Regions from separate parts of the Zea mays genome. Here regions 1 and 3 are each linked to region 2. A link is a contact called in public Hi-C data. All regions are on one chromosome and are shown on one strand. The core of a region is the stretch at or near the end of the contact, and the rest is flanking DNA. Distances in the headings are between cores, read along the strand shown. Region 1 holds the start of LOC111591182. Region 2 has its middle 13 kb from the start of LOC103650330. Region 3 holds the start of LOC103650329.

Region 1 (2,700 bases), core at 181-2,680, 190 kb after region 2:
AATATTGATGTTGTAGGTCTATGCTTTGTGGAAAATCAAGAAAACCCTACAACATGCAGGAAAGCCAAAGGATGGTAACACTTATGTCTTTAAGTGCAAGTATCTTCAATTATCATTTCTCTTATGTCTTGTGTAGTCACATAGAAAAAGGAAGCACTTAAGAATGTTGTTAAATTATGTCACCATTCTTTGGAGAAAGTTCCTCTCATATGGTAGATTGCATTTTCATCATTTCTATATTATGGCGATCTACATGCTTTAAATTTTTGTAAGTAGCTCATGGCATGTTTTACGTTAATTATCATATTGTTGCCATGTTCTGAACATAAACAGAAATATTCGAAGCTCTTAAAAGAATAAGGTGTCATATAAGGAATTTAAATCCTTAGGACACTTATAAAAGGGAATTTCTCTTTATGACTAGAATCGTAAGACTAATGCTTTTGTCTAAGTGACTTAAGTAGTCTCACATCAAGAGAATGAGTTTCTCTATGGAATGTGTAATCTAACATAAAAAGAAAATCAATCCAATGATATGTGATGTATATCTTCTTACTTAAATTGGATATGATTCTTCTACATTAATCGCTATTGTAACACCCAAAATCTTAACTTGCGAGTTAAGGAAATCCTGAAAAATAATCATAAAAATAAGTATCCTTGATAAATAAATGAACTTTAGAACTCACCCTTTCTAAAGTAAATGATCATAATAGAATAATATTAGATAAAACATATCCTAATAAAGATTAGGCATTTGAAAAATGTTTTCTATCAAAATAAAGGAATATGAACTTTGGGATCTACCTTGAAATTGATGACACACCCAAAATAATATTCTATGTAATAAATGTGGTGTGTGTATTTCATGTTCAAAACATTACCTAAATAAAATAATAATAATAATAAAGTAACTAAATAAATAGATTAATATAATTAGTGCACATCATTTTGGAGTTCTATTTGTGCATTTAAAGAAATTAAAGGTTTGAAATTCAAGCTTGTGTTTGATTTGAAATTGAAATAGGAAAAAATGGAATAAGGAAAAGGACAAAGAAAAGGGTCACCTAAACTAACCTGGGCTTAATCCCTTTTTCCTCGGCCCATTTCCATCCTCCGCCATAGCCGCCTAGCCCAAACTCCCACCACCGTCTACGTATCTGCCTTGCGGGACCCGCTCGCCAGGCTTCCACTCAGCCGCACGCGCTGCTCGCTTTCTCACTAACGTGGGGGCCCCGCTGACTAGGCGCACCTTCCTTGGCTCGCCTTGGGTTGCTGCTGGTCGGTCCGCCACGTCGGACTCATCCATATCAGGGACCGTTGCGAATGAACACCGTGACGAGCGCAGCTCACCATGGGACTTGGCCATGTCGTTTTCCTCGGCAGGTGCTGCATATATATGGACCTCCTTGGCTTGTCTTGACCGATGGGCTTGTTCTCCAGCCCACCCAAATGCCATCGAGAAAGAAGGACCGGAGAGGGGTAGCGCAGGGGAGAGAGAGGGACAGGAAATCCATCACTGGCCAACACATGCTTTGTGGGCGCTCGGGCGTTAGAGGGGTATTCTGGGGCAGCGCCATAGATTCGGGGAGCTTCGACGACCATCAATTTATCCATTGGACCGTCGGCGTTTGGGCAATTGCTCGCCGGTGCGACTCCATTGCTGCGGCTTGATCCTCCGCCGAGGACCGGCTTCGCCACCTCGCCCTCGCCGGTGAGTCATCGACCCTCGTGTTCGGCGAGTCCTACTAAACGCATTGTCGGTCGTTTTAGGCATCAAGTCAGCGGGTGCTGTATCGAGGTAACTCAGATGACCCCCACCGGGCGTAGTCGGGCGGCGTCGCCGTATTCGATGGCGAGTTTGGGTGAATGATCAGAAACCGTTGATCTCGGGTTGATCGGCTCTGATTAGAACTTTGGGATACCTATTCATAGCAACGAAATCTAGCCGTCGATCGGCTATCGGGCGACTTGGGGATGCTATAACACTACCAAAACCATCAACTAAATATAATGCATTTATATTATTAATGGTAAATATGGTAATGGATTTTTTTTCTTTCAAGTATTTGATTTTTATTTGCATTTAGAGTAATTTTGTTTGCTTATATTTGATTTATGGATTGTTTAGTAGAATTTCTTTTATATTGAAAATCTAATTAATTAATATTGAAATATTGGTCAAAAATAAATATTTTAGTTATAAATACTTTGGTATAATTATTATGATTTTTTAATTATTTAAATATATATTTATTTATATTTTGAAGTGGAAAAGAAAAGAAAATGAAAAAAAGAAAGAAAACCTAACCCTAACCCTAGCTGGCCAAACCGGCCCATTTGGGGCCCATCAGTCGCGCCCCCATTTCCCCCTCTCACTCACTAACCGGTGGGACCCACCCGTCAGGGCCCCGTGGCCCCTCCTCTCCTTCTCCCTTCCGCGCCGCCGCCGCTGGCCCTGGGCTCGTGCCGCGCGCTCGGCCGAGCCGTGCTCCCGCGCCCGCTCCTCAGCATCTGTGCCCATCCGCCTCCCACGCTAGAAACCGACGCCGCCGTTTCCTCTCCCTCCCCTAATTCCCTCTCCAATCAATGGAGAGAAACGACGCCACTGATGGTGTTGAAGGCTGGCCGTTCCTCCCCGGCGCCCTCTCCTCTCCACTCTCGCTCTATAAAAGAACGAGCTCCCTCCTCTCTCCCTCC
Region 2 (2,700 bases), core at 141-2,640:
TAGATTATTTTCCCATTAAAATATATCTAGCTCTATAGATTTATCTTATCTTGAAAGATTCTATATCATACTTACAGATTCATCTTGTCCTAATAAGCGTACTTATCCACCCTAGTTTAACAACCGTGATCTATTCCAAAACTAACTAGATCTTATACATCTAAGCTAGTCATACCAATCTAATCTAGATCCCATCTAGATCTAATCTAAAGTAAGTTACTTAACATGTAAGTCAATAGTGGTGAAATAAATTAGACCCTACTCCTATAAACATGTTTTAACCTATAATAGTGCCCTAGACCAACTCGGCCATGCGCAACAACCTAACCTTTGTATAACCTACACAGCCCAACATAAGAACCAAATAAACTTTGTTTAACGTACCTCATGTGTCACAACCAGCGGCCTATCTAAACCTCCTAAACCACAAACTGAGGCACCAAGATCCGAGAAGGAAGACATCAACCCCGTCAAGGAAGGCTAGAAATCAAACCAGATCTACAAAAGGAGTCTAGGATTCAACATCCGAAGTAGAAGTTTCGTTGTCTAACCTTATCTTGTTCTAATCTGCCTCAACCTTACCTATTAGCTCAAACATAAAATACTCAAGTGTTCCCAACCACACTTACTAATGGTGAGAAACTTTTAGGTGTACTAAAACTAATTGGAACCAAAAGTTAAAAAACAAACAAACCTTTTGCGTCCCTTCCTTACTAATCTCGAGGACGAGATTATTTTTAAGGTTGTAGAATTTGTAACGCCCTAAAATTCTAACTAGGGATTTAACTTGAAACTCATACAAAGAAAACATTATAGTAGAAAAGACCCTCAATCTATTTGCCAAAATGGAGAATTCATCGCATGAACTCAAAATTTCTTTTTTAAAAATATTTAAATTAACTCTTGACATAGATTATACATTAGTTAGAGTAAATGGGTATTAATTTGTGAAGGAACATTTAGTTTAATACACAAATATATATGTATATATATATTAGAGTTATGTGTGTACACTACATGATTGAAATAGTGGTCAAAATGGCTAAAATAATTTATAAACATGTATAAATGTGAATATCATCTCATGCTGGGTTTTCTTTCTTTTTGTATTGTGCATTTAACTGTAATTTGAATTTCCGAAACCTAGGTTGAGTTTGAACTTGAAACCCAATTTTTAAACATGGAAACAAAATGGAAATAAAAAAGAAAAGAAAAGGGAAAAGACGCAACCTGGGCCAACTATCCCTCTCCTAGCCCATCCCGTTTTCCCCATCTCTCGTGCTTGGGCCGCCGCTCGGCCCACCTCCGCCTCAGCCGCTGTCCTGAGCCCACTCGCCGTGCGCACATCTTTAGCACTTCACACTATCCTGTGGGGCCCTGCGCTAGTACCTACACGCCGCGCACACCTTTTCTCTCTGGTCACCGACACGTGGGGCAGGGATGTCAAAATCATCCCTATCCTCTGACGGACTCAGCGCGTCGCGACCACTCTGCGTTTCGGGGAGATCCACCAATCGATTACCCCCCACGCGGACTCCACCCGTGGTGCATAAAAGCCAAGCCTGAGATCCCCTATTCCCCTCATAGAATACGACACCGAGGGCAATCGCAGCGAAACAGAAAGGACGAAGGAGGGAGAAAAGCTTCCACCACCACCACCCAACTTTGCCACTAGGTCGCCCTAGCCCTCGAAAATTGTATGGTGCGAGCAGCGTGCTCGCGTTGGTCCCGAATCCGGGTGGTTGCCGGAGCAGCCAGCCTCAGGGGCCCTAGAATTTCTCGTCATTGCGGAACTCCGCCCAAATCTATGCTCCGTCATGGACTACCGTCCCTATGTGTCGATCGACGGTAAGACAACTCCAATTGTTTTTGCCTTGGTGTCCTCTGCGTGTAACACTGATTTTTCATGGGGATTTTGCGCTAGTACGGGTGATGGCCATCCACCGGCGGAGCACCACCGTAGGTCGGGTTCGCGCCGCCGCTCTGGAGGTCAAAGGGTAGAAGCACGCCTCGGACCATTGGATCGTGCATCGACGATTAATATTAGATCAGTGGATACCGATTCGGTGGGGAATCGGGGCATTGTTGTGAGATGTGGTCGTGGCAGTCGGATCGGCGTTGGACGATTAGGATTAAAACATATCCCCCCATTTTCGTGGGATGCATCCTCGTCGTCGGTTGATTGGTAGACGGCCCGGTCGCTCTGGGGCGCTCTATCGTTGATCTTTAATCCAACCGCTACAAATGCATACCTATTGGTGCTATTTAAAGATCTAATTTGGGATCTTGGGTATGCATCCAATGTTCAGAATTGAACCATACCCCTTCATCCACGTCCTTTTTTGCGCAAGAGTCCTCAGGTTCTTAAATAATCAACCTGCTGTCCTATGCAATATAAAAACCATTACAAATTAGTCCTACTATTTATAAAATAGACTCGGACCTTTGGGAAATTAATGTCGCCGCCCATTTTTCGGTTAACAACAATAACAAAATCCAAAAACTGATTTCTAAGTATAAAAGTAATTCCAAAAATCATAGAAAATCCATAAATAATTTATTCTAACTCCGATTTGACCCGTTCAAATTGCGTTTGATTCGCAATAAAATTTACTACACAATGACAAAACCTTATTTTGTCAAATCTCATACTTTTATAGTTAGGTATTATTTATCCTATATAGAGTAGATTAATCTTTT
Region 3 (2,700 bases), core at 86-2,585, 130 kb before region 2:
AGTAAGTGAACCAGACCCTCTATTGCGGAACGCATGAATAAAAACGGTTACACCTTCTACACCAGAACGGAGGGAGTCAATGGGTATCACATTGTTAGCGAAAGAATTTTTTTTAATAATTCAGGTTACTTTCTAAAACTAAGAAGCAAATTACTCAACTCAACCAAGCAATGTCAAGTTGGTAACAAATGAATGTTCAATACGATAAACATGTCATGAAGGAATATAGGATACTAGCCTGATATACTCAGCTCACCAATACTCCCACAAAAAAAAGGAAGAAAAGCATGTTCTGCAGCTTCATTTAAACACCTGTGGAGGCGAAAAAGGATTGGTAATTTGTGTTTTAAGGGGTTAAAGCATTTCATTCATAAATTCCAATCACTGATAGCTTACTCTTGTAAATGCTTTTCCCAATACTTTTGCTGCCAATCCACAGTGACCAAATTATTATGTCCAGTATTACCACCCAGGGGCCAGCGAAGTTTGAACAACAACTGCCAAGTGCTGTTGAAATCTTCACACCTGAGAGCAGACATCATATATGTCTGGTCAGATATTCAAACATATGTTGGTGCTACCGATTATTGTCTTCATTCCATTGCAATACTATTAACATAGTATTATAAAAACACGTTTTTTGTTGCATGAATGCGTGCAAAACCTTGAACGTTTCACCCCACGTCTTTCTCCATCTTGCACTCCAAGTCCAGAAGTAGTTTCAGCAGAACAGTATCTGAAACGAGAAATAATGAGCATAACATTTAGCTCTTCCTTTATGAAGATGCACGATTTTCTCAGAGGAAGGAACATATGATACAGAAGATGTGGAAATTGGAGTAGCAATAGAAGGTAAACGGGCACAGGAATGGGCGTGATGTTGTCTGTTAATGTTTACGAATTGGTACATAAATGGAGAGGGGCAGGCCGGCAGGGTACCGGGCATGTGCAGCGTGATGGAGTGACTCAAGTACGACAGGCGGGAGCCGGGACGCCAGCCGATGGAGAAGCTCCCAGGGAAGCCCCTCCGCCAACTCCTGTGGATGCAGGCGGTCCTCGTCTGCCTCCCCTCCATCATCTTCCGAGAATCCGGCGAGACCGCCGCCGCCGCTGCACCCTCCTGACGAACCCGTTCGGCCCACGCCGCCGCCTGCGGCGGCGTTGTCGCTGATGAGACGATCAGCTACCGCATCCAGGCACAGCGAAAGCAAGCTTGGTGCCAGAGCCTTGTTGGAGAGCTCCTCCATGTGCACACCACAGTCCCTCTTTCTCTGTCTGTTCCACCCTCTCTCTGATGTTGATGTGCCGGTCGCCACCGGCCGCCCGGCGAATCTACAGTCCTTAGGGTCATTGCCAAACGGGCCGCCCGGGTCCAGCCCATTTTAGACCCGGTCCGTCAGCCACGGTTAAAAAATCGGGCGGGTTCATTTAAACACGCGGACTTGTTTCTCTGTCCGACCCCGGCCCACAGCGGGTGTAAACGGACCAGATTGGCCCGGTAAACACGAAAAAAACGGACTAAACGAGCCGGTAAGCACGATTTAGTGGAAAAAGCGGGTTTGGCGGGCTTAGAGATAAACGGTCGTGCCGAGCCAGCCCACCGTGCTTAGTTTCCTGTCCGGGCCCGGCCCGCTTATTTATGCCTGGTCGGACCGGGCCCACATAGAACCGAGCCGTGTCGGGCTCGGATCGAACCCAAACAGCGGGCTTCGTGTCGGGCTCATGGGCCTCATGCTTATTGGCCATCTATAGGGTCAGCTGACCTCGGTCTCGATTAGCAGCTACAACGTACATTTAAATCCATATATAAAAAAAATTCTAAGTGTGGGGATCTCTCCAGAAATATATTGTAGAAGCCAAACATCCTAAAGTTTTGTTTGGATACTTTAGTATTGACCCCAATCCACGTGTGTTGAGGTGGATTTGGGTGTAAATTAGTTTAAGTTACACCCCAATCCATCTCAATACATGTGGATTAGGATCAATACTAGATTACGCAAACTAAGCCTAAAAGAGTTATTCGCTAATATGCTATAGGATCTATAAATTATAGACACAGATGAACCCATGAATCATCGACATATATGACATAATAGCAAAGAGGCACCACTTTTGTGGATTGCAAAATTGCAAATATTTCTCTAAAATTAGCGGATGGAGACCTCTCCTACGCCTCCATCAACGTCCACTACTGCTTGCGATAAACATAGTGTCGCTGAGGTTGCTCTCTACGCTTGCCTCTCTCCTTGAAATCGATTCCTCTAGGCATTTGTGACTCCAGGTGGACCCTGGCACCTGCCAGGCCCACCTGGTAGACTACAAACACTCGACTGTAGAGGATCTCAATCCCTCTCCCTCCCGCGCCTGCTCAAAATCTTCCCTTCACGCTCATCTTCCTTCACACACTACATCATCCTGGTCGGAGGTTGTTGATCACTTGTTCTCAAATGCTATGAATTAAGAACAAGGCAACACAAATGTTAATGGTTAAAGACCTTCGTCCTTTGAAGCATTATCTCCCTTAGGATATAGTGATCTTCAGACGAAGGTCATGAAGGACATACCTTCATCACTTCAATGTATAAAGATATAAACTGGGACATATGAAACACAGAAAAAGTATGAATAATCATCTTGAATCATTAGATTATTCATATCATCATTGTATAATCATAAACAAACATCAATGATATATAAATT

Evidence for each region. Hi-C and Micro-C count contacts between places; a contact is called where the count stands out from the background.
Region 1: a Hi-C map of leaf shows a contact between it and region 2, with 3 times the contacts expected there. The contact joins the promoter of LOC111591182 here to the enhancer-like site in region 2. A contact is called at or near these places in 3 of 25 Hi-C or Micro-C datasets (ear, leaf and tassel).
Region 3: a contact with region 2 is called in a Hi-C map of leaf, with 2.5 times the contacts expected there. The contact joins the promoter of LOC103650329 here to the enhancer-like site in region 2. A contact is called at or near these places in 4 of 25 Hi-C or Micro-C datasets (ear, leaf and tassel).

What each region holds. Positions count from the first base shown.
Region 1 is chr3:103,057,624-103,060,323 of Zm-B73-REFERENCE-NAM-5.0, reverse strand. It overlaps LOC111591182, which reads left to right and starts at 1,430. Exons shown (of 2, transcript XM_023302122.1): 1 at 1,430-1,714.
Region 2 is chr3:103,250,116-103,252,815 of Zm-B73-REFERENCE-NAM-5.0, reverse strand. No RefSeq gene overlaps it. Among protein-coding and RNA genes, the nearest start is that of LOC103650330, 13 kb to the right of the region's middle. Within about 2 kb of position 1,390, at least 20 of the 20 cell types and tissues checked have an H3K27ac peak or open chromatin away from gene starts, as enhancers often do. A contact at or near this core is called in ear, leaf and tassel, where this site is marked.
Region 3 is chr3:103,382,239-103,384,938 of Zm-B73-REFERENCE-NAM-5.0, reverse strand. It overlaps LOC103650329, which reads right to left and starts at 1,335. Exons shown (of 13, transcript XM_020550255.3): 1 at 940-1,335; 2 at 665-736; 3 at 397-525; 4 at 239-312. The coding sequence starts at 1,247.